Regions from separate parts of the Mus musculus genome. Here all the other regions are linked to region 4. Evidence: chromatin contacts called from public HiCAR-type and promoter capture Hi-C data. All regions are on one chromosome and are shown on one strand. The core of a region is the stretch at or near the end of the contact, and the rest is flanking DNA. Distances in the headings are between cores, read along the strand shown. Region 1 holds the start of Sec24d (Sec24 related gene family, member D (S. cerevisiae)). Region 2 holds the start of Usp53 (ubiquitin specific peptidase 53). Region 3 holds the start of Ndst4 (N-deacetylase/N-sulfotransferase (heparin glucosaminyl) 4). Region 4 holds the start of Tram1l1 (translocation associated membrane protein 1-like 1).

Region 1 (3,275 bases), core at 263-2,762, 1.1 Mb after region 4:
TCTCTCTAACTTAGATGACGTCACACCTCTAAGAACATAGGCACCTATATTTAAGGAGCTAAAAAAAAAGCCTTTCATATGTGGGTAGTCATAAACAATCACAAATATAACAGTCCCATCTTGACTCTATTCAGAGCCCAAATGCCAATTAGCTTTACACTTTATGTTTCCATGTTTTGCTAAAACAGATATCTCCTAGAGAGGTTTTTAAAAGATACTTTTGTTTATTTGGTTGGTTGGTTTCTGCAGAGACAAGGTTTCCCTTGTAGTCCTTGCTGTCCTGAACTTACTCTGTAGACCAGGCTAGCCTCGAACTCAAAGAGATCTGCCTGCCTCTGACTCCCCAATGCTGGGATTAAAGGTGTGTGCCACCATGTCTGGCTTTCAAAAAAACATTTGTTACAAGACAGGAGGTGCTCTGAAGCCTGGCAAAAGAATTATGATTTGTTTCCTATCTGCCCATGCAAAGCTTTGTGACACAGTAAACTGAAGAGGTTCTTTGGGCCTCAGTTTTCTGTTTTAGAAAATGAAGTGTCCAAAAGCCATATTAGTTGTGAAACCCTGATTCTCTAGTTTCTTTCCAGTTTCTCCATCAAGCATTTGGGTACCTCTCCTTTCTTTCTCGTTGCTGCGGTTTAAGGTAGTGGTTTAAGGTAAAGATTAGTAATACCTTCTAAGTAAGACGTGGGATCTCTTTATTCTGGAAATGGCATGCAAATTTCAAACGTGAAGACTAACATCCATGATTTAGCTTTGTTTTCATATTAAACCTTCAGCTTCCGAGTAGCAACCATGAGTATGATGAGGTCACTGTCTTGCTAACGGAGGACAGAAAGGCAGACAAAGGTCTCTAGTTCACTGTGTTCCTGACAACACTTTCCCTCCTCCCACTGCGCCTAGAGAGACGTGGCAGTCGCTTGGCCCCGTGCAGCCCAGAGCCTTCAGAAGACCGCACCGGCGCACCCACGCAGCAGCTGCGGAAGGGGAGCGGGACAGCGATGCTCACAGCAGGGGACTGGAAGCCGCCCAGCCCTCTTCCCTGGTCCTGGGAGGAATTCGCTTCCTCACCCTTCTCTGCCACGTCAAACTTCCTCACCCAGTACACCAAGTTGCAGAAACCTGACTCAGCTGCAAGCGGCGACATGGCAGAGAGCCACTTGGCACAAACCGGCCTCGAATCCAAACCCCGAGCGCTCGGATTCTACAAAGACACCCTTCCCCTTCCACTGTCACCCGGGACAAGTTCGCGTTTCCCTCTAATGATGTCCCGGAGCTGAACACTGTAGTTGCCATTTTCCCTCGGAATATTTCCAGCCCTCTCCTCCTCCGGGAACCAGAGAGCCAAGTTGATGGGGAGTCGCGGTGCAGCCGCGTGTGGACGCTCCGCACCCTCAGCCCGAACCTGCTGTACCTGTGGCTCCCCTTCCTCCCCACCCTCCTCCCTGCGCCCTGCGCCCCGCGTCTGCCGTACCTGCTCTGCACGCTCCGCGCCCCGCGCCGCCGCCGCCGAGTCGCTCTGGGTTGCTAGTGCCACGTCAGGCGCCCGGGCGCGCGCGCGTGCTGGACCCGCTCGCTCCCGCGGCGCGCCCTGGCGGGGGCGGGGCCGCACCTCCCACTGCGGTCTCGCGCCTCTTTCCGGGTCTTTTCCTCTAAGCTTTTCCTTCGCGAGGCCCCGCCTCCTCCAATTTGTCAAAGATCCTCCGGAGCCGGTGGCAGGGGACTTGGGTGGGGTGAGGAGGGCGCGCTCTGGGTTCAACAGGTGGCACTGAATCGCTGCGCTGCGCTCGCCTTACTGGAAGCGACGCGTGTCGGGGAGTGCTCAGTGGCCAGAGGAATCTGGCGCGTGGACAGACAATTTGATGACGTCTTCCAGCACAACCACAGAAGGAAGGAAGGCCCACGACAGCCTGGTTCTGTGTGAAACGAGACGCTCAGCTGAGGTGTCCTCAAGGAAGCAAAGGGTTGCAGGACCTCCGTGGGCTTGCCCACTTAACTGGGTGTGCCCCACCCACAAACAGGAACTGGCCTGTGTCAAAGGTAGATAACTTTTAGCTCACCTTTGGACAGAAACAGTTGAGAAACACCTATTTGGCCCTAAAATCAGGACCAATAGGCCACACTCCAAAAATGTCTCACTATCAGAGAGAAAGTATGAGTTCAGTCCGCAGCCGAGCTGCGAGTTTGGGGAATCTATGAAAGTTTTATGAAATAAAAGCAGCCTAGTGATTTTGCCCTCACTGTGTGCCTCCTTCTGAGGAACCAGAAATAAAAGCTCCCTAAAGCTTGACTAATCAAAAGCTACCTGAGTAACTTTTCCTGTTGCTGTGATAAAATACTCTGGCAACCACAACTAAAAGGAGAAAATGTTTATTTTGGTCCACAGTTCAAGGGAGTAATCCATCTTGATGCGGTAGCTTGAGGCAGCTGATCACTATGCGGGCACAGTCAGGAAAGCAGAGAGCAATCAGTGCTTGTGTCTGGCTCTTTTTATGCAGTCCAGGATGCCAGTCCAGGGAATGATGTCCCACACACTGGGCGGGTCTTCTCAGCTCAATCCATCTATGCTCAATATAGATCCTCTCAGACCTGCCAGGTCTTCTTTTAGAATTATCATTATCAAGACATGTTGTTGTTGTTGTTTGAGACAGGGTTTCTCTTTGTAGCCTTTGCTGTCCTGGAACTCACTCTCTAGACCAGGCTGGCCTCAAACTCAGCAATCCACCTGCTTCTGCCTCCCAAGTGCTAGGATTAAGGACATGAGCCACCATCACCCACAGTATTAGGAATTTTGAGGCAACTGTGTCAACTGTTTATCACTAAAAAAGAAACCAATTTAAAGGGTAATAATTTGCATTGTCTCAGTCTCTAAGGTTTCAGTCCTAAGTCATCTTGCTGAACTGCTATAGGTGTCTGAAGATGCAAAGCATCGTGACAGGCAGGAGGACTGACACAGTAAAGCCGCTCATGTCACAGTAGCCAGGAAGCAAAGAGGGAGACATAGAGGGTCCCCAAGCAAGCCACAGCCCCCATTCCTGACCCTGGTGAGTGATCTAGGCCACGCAACTTTCTTCTTCTTCTTCTTCTTCTTCTTCTTCTTCTTCTTCTTCTTCTTCTTCTTCTTCTTCTTCTTCTTCTTCTTCTTCCTCCTCCTCCTCCTCCTCCTCTTCCTCTTCCTCTTCCTCTTCCTCTTCCTCTTCCTCTTCCCCCTCCTTTTCCTCCTCCACCTCCTCTTCTTCCTCCTCCACCTCCTTAGATAAGACACCATGACCAAGGCA
Region 2 (3,343 bases), core at 470-2,969, 1.3 Mb after region 4:
TTTTTCTCCTTGTTGCATTTCACAGTACCCCACCCCATCAGCCATGACTTACCACACCTAGCTATAATGACTTCCAGGAACTACTGGATCCCCGCTCCTCTGGACAGAAAGTTGCTACTCCTACCAGTCCTCAGAGGCAGGAATTTAGCCACAGGGTAGTACATTCCTCAGTCTGAGTTATCAGAAAGAGGTATGCTGGTACTAGGAAGTGCTGGGCTTCACCTAGATGATCTAGTGTATTCTCTGACACACCAAAGCTACTCCCTTGTAGGAACCCTTAACCAATGTGGTGAAGATGGTTCCTTCATAATTTAGGTCTGCTCACCCAGGGACTGTTTGAATCTAACCCCCAACATTCACCTCACATCGAGGAACAGTAATTCTGAGTTAATACAACCACACTGTGACCTTCCTAACTACCATTTTTTTTTTTTCCTGGGGGAACAAGGCGTTCAGATCTTGTTACGTCAAGAGTAGGACATTAACATAACTAAACCTGGACTGCTTGTTCCTTGGTCTATTTTTAAGACATATTTAAGGCACTCATGTAAAATACATCCGAGAATACACAATATAGCTGAAGGGGAAAGAGGTGACAGAAGATATATTAAACAACACCTCAAAACAGAGTGCACCCGAGAGGAAACAGTATGGTGCCAATTCTTTACATTTCTAAGAGCTGGTTTCTCCGGCTCCTTCCCGTCGAGGTTTTAATGTTAATGTTGAGGACGGCGTCTATGGCTTCATGTTACTTCTTTTATGTGGTACATAATAAATTCTCACTGATCCCGGGTCAAACACAATAACCTCACTGCATGTCACCCACCAACCTGCAGGGTCTCCCTCATGCGATTTCTTCAGGTAAACTGGAGTCCCCTTTGAGTTTATCTAAGTCAACTTTTATGACTCACGCCAGCTTTGGAAATGTCTTCCAAACCTACATCTACCTTTTTGAGTCATCTTAATCATCAGCCAGGTTTTTTTTTCCCCCCTTTGTTTTGTTTTTCCTTTTAATTATCATCCCAAATAAAAGTTTCCCAGACAAAGGCTAGTCTGGTTCGCAGCAGCAGCAGCTTGCAACTCAAAACCTGCTCCACATCGCGGAGAGGATGCTGCCAAAATTTCTGACAAATACTAACTGGGTCAGCGCGGTTATGAAGACGTTCGTTTTATTAGTGGTCACGAAAGCCCCACTTAGGGAAAATACATTCGCGCCAAAGGACACCATTCAACTGCAAACAGACCGTACCGACTCCCTAAGGGGACCGCCGGGGTGCCGACCCAGCAATGGCTGAAACCCACAGAACCCCGGCTCAGATCCCCGCGCATCCGCACTCAGGCTGCAAAGCCGCCAACCAAGGCGGACGACGGCGGGACGCCCGCGTCTGCCGTGGAAATCCGCCGCAGTCCCCAGCCCACCACGCAGCCGCTCGCCGATCCGCCACGTCCCGTCTCACAGCCCGCCCCGCGCGCCACCCCCGCGTCGGGGCAGAAGCCCGAGCCCTGCTCTCGCGGGATCTCGCGCCTCACACAAGCCCTCGGAAAGGGAGCATCACCCGCGGGAAAGCCGGGAACTCACGTGCGGGGGCGGGGCGGGGCGGGGCGAGACGAGGAGGCGGGCCCGGCGCAAGGGGGCGGGGCGTCCTGACGCGGGGGAAGGCGGGGTCCAGAGACCTGTTGATCGCAGGTGTCACTGCCCAGACCGGCCCCTGGGTCTTGGGCGTGCGCGCATGCTCTGCGCGGGTCTGGCGGCTGAAAGCGGCGGTGTGGCCGTCTGTCCCTGTGCGTGTCGCTTTGCCTGTCACGACGTTGTGGGTGTCGGCGCGAGGCGGAGCCGGGCCAGTGGGACTGGAAGGGCTACGGCGCCGGGAGGTAGAGCTTGGGGTGAGTCGCGGGAGCCCCCGCTGGGCAGAGGGCGGAGGACTCTCGGTCCCCACGGCCTGGCCCCGCTCGGGCGCGCTAACCCGGGTGGCCGCAGGCTGAGGGCGGGATTGGGCCGGGTCGGGATGCGCTGGCCAGGCTCCTGCGGTTCCCGGTGCAGCCCCACAGCTGCCGGAGCACTGAGCCTTCACCAGGGCTCCAGCGTGATTGGCGTTCCTCCTTGGCGGAGCAGACTGGATTGGATGTGATAGAATCTTGGCTTGGTTGGTTTCTCAGTAGCTGGACAGACGGACGGAGTTAATGTTTAGCTTCTAAACGGCGGTTTACGGTACAATTACCAAACTACTCGCCGGCGGCGCGGGGGAACAGGAAGTGCCTGCGCAGGTGTAACCGGGAGGATGTGAAGCCCTGCAATCTGAGCCTGTTTTGAGGTTTTGTTATTCTCCTGGGGTTTGTTTTCTCCGTGCAGATCCCGATAAATGCTTGCAAAAACGTACTGCACGTCCTTATCTGCTTGCGGTCTTCCATAGCTGGAAACATATTCTTTCCTCCAAATATATTTTCAAGGCTACTTTTGAGGTACATGGGCAGTAAACCTAAGTTCTCTGTGGTGAGCCCTGGAGCTTGTTTAAGACCAGGCACGCTGATTTTCACCTTTAAAAGGTGGAGCCAGTGCTGACACGAAGTTATGATAGAATGGATTGGTGACATTGATAACTTGTCAGTTTTATTTTCTGTTGTTTTCAATTCTGTGTCGATGATGGTCGAGGCAGAGATCCCTCATCCTATTCTGTTAAAGAAAAAAGGAAAAAAAAAATAGTGAAGAAAGGGTCTTCAAAAGTAATGTGTGATTTATCTGCTATTGTCAGAAGAATTCCTAATAGATTTTCTGCGGGCAAGAGTTGTATGGAAAATAAGGTTTTTGACTTATCTTTTAGAGACTTTTAAAGTGAGCTCCTTTGGACAACTTGCTATAAACTTACAGAAGTGATTTGTTTAGTTTGTAAATCGAATCAATGTATTAAGTATTTTTCCCAAAGGATAAAAAACAAGAGACCCTCCAAACAAGCCTTTTCCTTAGGATTTTTTTTTTTATTTATAAAGTTGTCTATCGAACTCATGATACGTGGCACTAACAGTTTATTACTTTAAAGGCGTCACTTTTTTTTTTTAAATAAAAGTGCCATTTTAGTGGTAGGACACATTTTCTACTTATTCTTGCCCTTTAGTAAGAAAGCACCCCCCCCCACACACACACACAATGCCCTTACAGTTTCACTATGTGCTCTGATTCAAAATATTTCTTATATTGTTTAATTTCAGAAGTTTATTTTCACTATGTAGTGTCGAAAAATGCAGTTTTGGTGTACAGTGGCTTAGAAGTTTGTTTTAACAGAATAAAGTTTAAAAATGACAAGAAATCTGATCTATTTTAAGGGGTGATGTGCACTTTTAGATGCTA
Region 3 (3,104 bases), core at 132-2,631, 1.1 Mb before region 4:
ACGCTGTGAAGGCAGGAAAAGGAGCGTCTGACAGAAAGGATAAACTCATTACACTTTCTCAAAGTTAATTGAGGAGCAGAACACAGTCTACCAAAATAAACAACACACTGCTTCTGAAAAAGTATATCAATTTGTAAATTAGGACAAGTTAAAAGGAAATCAATTTTTAATATTTTTAAACTTTGATTTCTTCTGATATAAGTATTAGAAACACTAAGACCACCTTTAAACATCTCGCATTTTCCAATGTGTTTTGTGTAGGGGGCTTTGGAAGTGTGTGTGTGTATATGTGTGTGCGTGTGTGTGTGTGAATACGGCACTGAGGTGTCGGTGTCCTGCTCACAATCTAGGATATGAATATGACATATATTACCCTGAGATGTTTTCATTTCTAATATGAGCTAGGGGATAGCATCTATTTCCTGATAAACAGCATATGCCAGTGTCGTTCAGTTTCAAATGTGTGTGCCAGCTGTTTCTCTCAAAATTCCATCAAAACAGAGAACACCTATAAATCTTATGTCCCAAGGAGAAGAGTTCTCATCTTGGGCAATTTGCATGCCACATTCTAAGTAATACTTCTTAGGAAACATTTAAACACCAGCCACAGTTATGACTGAAGGCTGAGTTTGCAAAATTAGTAGGTCCAGTAGAAACAGGACAAACCTGTTATCCAGGGAGGTGTTTTGGTGCAAATGTCAGAGTAACTGTTTAAAATTAATCTGCTGTTCAGTTCCCTTTTTACAGCAGGGCAATACATTCTATATACAATGCAAATATAACTTCTACATACTGACAGGTATGTATACACACGCCAGAAAGGGAGATTGAATTTGGCTCTAAAAGTATCTGCTTCTACATAAATCTTTCACAAATAAAACTTTAGTGCGTTTAACTTGTTTATGAAGCTAAGCCACACATACCCCGTCATTGTCAATTTCAACAAATTAGGGCAGTAACTTACCTAGAGAAGCATTTCAATTTTTTTTTCTTTTGCTAACTTGAATTTATCCGAAGTTAGAAAATGAGATATCCAGAATTCAGGTTTACTTGGCTCCACGTTAATTAGCGGAGCTTTCAGTTCGTGCCATCTGCCTCAACAGGATTCTGAGAGCACTCCTCAGCTCCGGTGCCGGTGTCTGGACCCTTCCAGCAGTCTTTTTATTTATACACACATTGTCCTTTTCAAAACAAGCAGCCAGCTGGAATGATTCAGACCTCTGTTCAGCACACCGTTAAAATGCAGCTTCCTTCTCGGACACGAGCCTTACCCCAGGGAGCAGACCGGGTACAGCAAAAAGGCTATGAGAACTATTTAATCACCGGAATACCAGCTGCTCCTGTCTGCTTCTGCCACTGCTGCTGTGCCTCTTGCTTAGCTGGAGTCGGTCTTTCCCTCCCTCCCTCCCTCTCTCCCTCCCTCCCTTTTTCTCTCACATCTCCAGAACTATGAAGGCAGCTCTGCCGGGTTATGATTGGCAGAAACAGCCAATTCCTTCAGCTAATCATCCTCAAGACTTTCAAGGACCTGAAGCTGTTGTGATGTCATCCAGGCAGTGGGATGTTACACATGAACACATTCCAGCAGAAGCTAATTCAGCAGCCGGCAGCCTTCCTCTCACACAACACTGATTGATTGATTAGGTGCCCCTTGAGGATTTGGATAATCGTTCACTGGACAGTTTGAATATTTCCTACATAATCCGAGAATAAGATTTCACTTTGCAGCTATGTCACTGTATCAAGTGGGTTAATAAAAGTTCGTGATGGGGCTTTCTGTTGTGAATATGTGCCAGCCAAAGAGTCTAATTTCAAACAGAACAAAAGCCAGCAATGAGCAATAGAAAACTTGGAGAACTGTCTGTGAGCTACCAAATCCTGATACTTATAATAGCATAAACATGTGTTATCAGTAAGGACAGATAAATATGTAAAACTATATAATGTTAATTAACAGAGGTAAAATTTGATTCCTATGGGAAACTACATTTCTATTTCTCAAATTTAAAAATTATATATATATATATTCATATATATATTTAAATATAAATATACAAGAAAAAAAATGAAAACTTGTTTCAAGACAGAATAGAGCTGCAGAATACTCTCTAATCTGGTGTGTGTGTCTTCAGTTATAAGCAATACATGTAATATTCGGACAATTTCAGTAAAATCCCGTGACTAGAGAGGGGGGTGGAAGTAGTGGAGAAGCCATTAAAGCTTGGCTTTATGATGTCTGTATCCAGTATTATTGGTGTTAACGTCTGCATAACATTTGTCTGCAAATTGCCTAAATTCTCATGCACAGTGAGTTGAGAAAAAGTTTATGTTTATAAAATCTTCAAGCAGCATTCAGCAACTTCTTACCCGGATGGCAAAGAAGCATTTGAAGGTCAAGACATGTTGACTTAGTGATGCCCATTACAATTGAGAGAGATAAGCATACTGCAGACGTATCTTTTTATCAATAATATAATATTATGAGGAAAATACCATGCCATGGTTCAGTGTTGATTAAAATGCATTTTAAATGCTAATTGAAAATTTCTATCTTTTATAGTTTTACCTGTCTGGTTATGGTGCTGGGAATTGAACCCAGAGCCCTTCAGTTTCTAGTATAGCCTCTGTTACCATACCAGATCCCACCATAGTTTTGCTTTTTTGTTGTTTTGCTTGTTTGTTTTTTAATTTCATTATTTATTTAGCATTTTAAGTTTTTGGAAAATTGCATAATTGAGGAAGAAACATTATTGCAAATTGTTCAACCCATTACAGTCTTGCTGCGTTCCTATTTCAAAGGCCAACAGAAGCAGTGCTATATACAAACGGTTGAACTTGTTGGAATTAAATGGTAGCTCCATGATTCTCACTGCAAAACTATCAAATAGAACCTTGAAGCAGGATCCACAGCCTTGTCAGGGTTATGGCCATGGACAGTGTAGAATCATAACAAAGGAAATAACATGATCAAGTCCATTATTACTCTAGCACCAGCTTTGATATGAAGATACTTAACCATTTTTTAATTGTGAGGACTTTGACAATGGAAGTGTTACAATGTTAGTCAGTTCTAAGACATACCATGGTATTTATTAAATATTAAT
Region 4 (3,050 bases), core at 171-2,670:
TCCCACCACCACTCATACCGCTGCCAACCCTTAAAAACACATTAGACAATAACAATAGCAATATTTAAAAAAGCACGACCCGTTCTGAAAAACAGAAACTCTCTAGCACAGAGACACCACATAGCAAGGAGTGGATTCCCTTGGAGGTAAGAATCAATTAGCTTGAAGCTGCTTAAGGAGCCTTCTCTTTCTTCTTTGGTGGAGAGTCTATTCTATTCGGATTCTCCACTCCATTTTCTGTGCCTTTTCTCGCCCTGGACCGTCTCTTCCTTCCACAAACATGAAGGTTCGCGTCTTCTAACCATCTCTGAAGCCAGACAGTAGTCAAGGTCCATGTTATGTACACCTGGATACTGCAACTCGAGGACAGAACAGCGATTTTAGCTGCCAGCACATTGACATTACCAGAGAGTGCATTGCCATTCCGATTTGTCCCGGCCAGGTGAAGCCCTACTGTAACCACCGAGACAATCAATGTCACGAGTCTCCCGGATATAAACACGATAGGCCACAGAGACAACCCTTTCTGGTACCGCTCATCACCAAAGTAAAGCAGGCTGCACACGCTGGAGAGGAGCTCTACGGCGTAGTGCAGCATCAGCAGCAGCAGGCCCAAGTGGTTCAAGTACAAGAGATAGGCCCCTCCAATGTGGAAGAGGTGGAGGCCAATGTAGATGAGCTGACCCGGGATATCTTGCTTCCTGACTTTCTGGAAGTAAAGCTCCGGAAAGCTATGAAACCAGTAAGCCAACTGTGAAATGTAGAAAAATTTCATCTGAAATGTCATCATGTTGTGGGGCTGAGACTTCCACAAGAGTGTAGGGTCTGACAGGCAGTTCTCAGAGGCCAGAATGATCATGCCCCAGATCCCGGACACTATATAGAACACACTCAGCTGCCCGGCCTCATTCAGTTTGTTTTGTTTGCCTTTGGTGAGCTGCAGTCTCCTGCTGAGCTTATCTAGCACGTACTCCTGAATGGTGGCGTGGATGATGATGGCCACCAGCATGTAGAAGAACACTGTGGCCAGATCTTTGACCCCATAATGGTACAGGGTCCTGGACCCGGAGGGCAGCCCTTCCGCTGGGACAACGACTCCATGCTGCAGAGTGAGGAACGCGATCGACATCTCGGAGGTGCCCTCGAACATAAGCCCCAGCACGAAGAACATGCCCACGCAGGAGACCATATCCGCGTGGTTCTGCACCATGAATTCGTGGCTCAACACCGGGGGGTTCCTGGCGTTCTTCTTGCGGAGCCCCATGCCGCGGTACTCACCAGTAGTCACCGGCCTCCACCGCTGATCACTGAGCCGCTCCCAGCGCCGGGCTCCCCATCACCGCCCGTCTGACGCCCAGGGTCGCAGCCGCTGCCGACCGATCAATCAAAGGCTGGGGCCGCGTAGGCCGAGCATGCGCACAGGGGCTGCGGAGGCAGGAAAGGAAATCGAGCGCCGCGCCCCTGCCCCGCAGGCCCGGGTGCGAGCGCGGATTTGCTGCACCGATCGCCGCCGCCCACCCACAGGAGCCGGAGGGGCTTCCCAGGAACTGGGAAATCTGGTGCCACTGTCATTGCCATTGCCATCATCACCATGGCAACACAGCAGCGAGTTCCCTAGTGCTCTCTACTGATCTCTTAGGAATCTCACCTTCCCTTAAGGGGCTGATGCTGTGGAAATCAAATTCATTCTCTCTCTCTCTCTCTCTCTCTCTCTCTCTCTCTCTCTCTCTCTCTCTCTCTCTCTCTCATCTGAGTGTCTGTGTCTCCTCTATGTGTTTTTTGTCTTTGCCTCTGTCTCTCTGTTTCTCTCTCCTTTTCCCCACCCACCTCTTTGTGACACACCATGCCTGCCATTATTATCACCACAGGTCTAATAAATATCAGTAGCCACGATTTAAATCCTGAGTGGAACCAGAGTATTCTCAGCGCTGTATTGTGCTGTCTCTATGTTAAATCAGTCAGACCTGGCAACACCAATGCAAAGAAGCAGTTTCAGAAAATAATGCTATTAGAACAAAAATGGCTGTAGAGGTGCTAGCTAATTATATTAGAAGTCTGCAAGGCAGTGGGAAGCAGAGATCTTGCAGGTCCTTGGCTACAAAACAAGACTTCACTCGGACAGACATGAATCTCAGGGTTCATTTGTCTGTGTGTAACGTTTTTAGCAAATGTTAAATTTCACTTTAAAGAAAAGCCATGTTATTAGCTTTGTCAACAGAAGTTTTATGTCAGTTTTCAAATATCACTGATAAGGGAGAATGAATTTCTTGTCCTTTATCTGTCATATGAGTGTAAAGTCCTTACGGAGAGGAATGATGGGTGAAAGTATAAAGTATGCAGTTCAGACGAATAACGCTACAGGCCCTTTTAAAAGAAACAAAGCGTTTATCGTTAGAGTGCTGAGATTTATCGTCATCCTTCAGTTCGCTACATAGCATAGCGCAGTATAAATAGAACCTTGTTTATTTAGCTTGGAGATTGTATCAATAGAAGGCATCTTGAATTTTCCAGAGGAAAATACGGTTTGTTATGGGGAGTGTTCTTGAATTAAGGAAAATATACATATTATTTTTCATAATAAGAATTCTCTATTTTTCAAGTGATTCTTCATTGGATAATGCTTTTTATTTTTCTTCAGATCATCACTCTGACTTTTCTTTGTTTATCCAAGCTCATCTATTGAATATGACAATTCCACAGTGAGAGCAAGTTAAGCTTAAATCTCCAAAGAATTAGAAATAAACATACAACTAAGCTGGGCTCCTAAGGACTCAGAGAGAATGAGCGCCAATCACAGGGAATACATGGATCTGCATTCCCTCATCCCCATACTTGCTATGGTGGTTTGGCTTGGGGTTTTTGTGGGACTCCTAACAATGGGAGTGGGTGTGTCATTGACTCATCTGATGTTCAGTTCTGGGGCCTTTTTTCCTCCTCTTACTGGGGTGATTCCTCCAGCCTGGTATGGGGGTTTGTGCCTAGTCGTATTGCATCATCTTAGGCATATCTTAAGATATTCCATGAGCCTGCTCTTTTCTGGGAAACAGAGG

Evidence for each region. Promoter capture Hi-C pulls out the DNA fragments that hold promoters and counts their contacts. HiCAR-type assays count read pairs that join an accessible place to other places.
Region 1: a contact with region 4 is called in a promoter capture Hi-C map of hippocampal neurons, with 2.0 times the contacts expected there. The contact joins the promoter of Sec24d here to the promoter of Tram1l1 in region 4.
Region 2: a promoter capture Hi-C map of hippocampal neurons shows a contact between it and region 4, with 4 times the contacts expected there. The contact joins the promoter of Usp53 here to the promoter of Tram1l1 in region 4. A contact is called at or near these places in 1 of 39 promoter capture datasets (hippocampal neurons) and 1 of 115 datasets of contacts at active chromatin or transcription factors (astrocytes).
Region 3: a HiCAR-type map of astrocytes shows a contact between it and region 4, with 2.6 times the contacts expected there. The contact joins the promoter of Ndst4 here to the promoter of Tram1l1 in region 4. A contact is called at or near these places in 1 of 39 promoter capture datasets (hippocampal neurons) and 2 of 115 datasets of contacts at active chromatin or transcription factors (astrocytes and differentiating embryonic stem cells).

Annotation. Positions count from the first base shown.
Region 1 is chr3:123,265,733-123,269,007 of GRCm38.p6, reverse strand. Sec24d (Sec24 related gene family, member D (S. cerevisiae)) reads right to left here and starts at 1,512. Exons shown (of 23, transcript NM_027135.2): 1 at 1,472-1,512.
Region 2 is chr3:122,982,823-122,986,165 of GRCm38.p6, reverse strand. Usp53 (ubiquitin specific peptidase 53) reads left to right here and starts at 1,719. Exons shown (of 16, transcript NM_133857.3): 1 at 1,719-1,884.
Region 3 is chr3:125,402,368-125,405,471 of GRCm38.p6, reverse strand. Ndst4 (N-deacetylase/N-sulfotransferase (heparin glucosaminyl) 4) reads right to left here and starts at 1,381. Exons shown (of 14, transcript NM_022565.2): 1 at 965-1,381.
Region 4 is chr3:124,319,407-124,322,456 of GRCm38.p6, reverse strand. It overlaps Tram1l1 (translocation associated membrane protein 1-like 1), which reads right to left and starts at 1,420. Exons shown (of 1, transcript NM_146140.4): 1 at 1-1,420. The coding sequence starts at 1,264. The coding sequence ends at 173.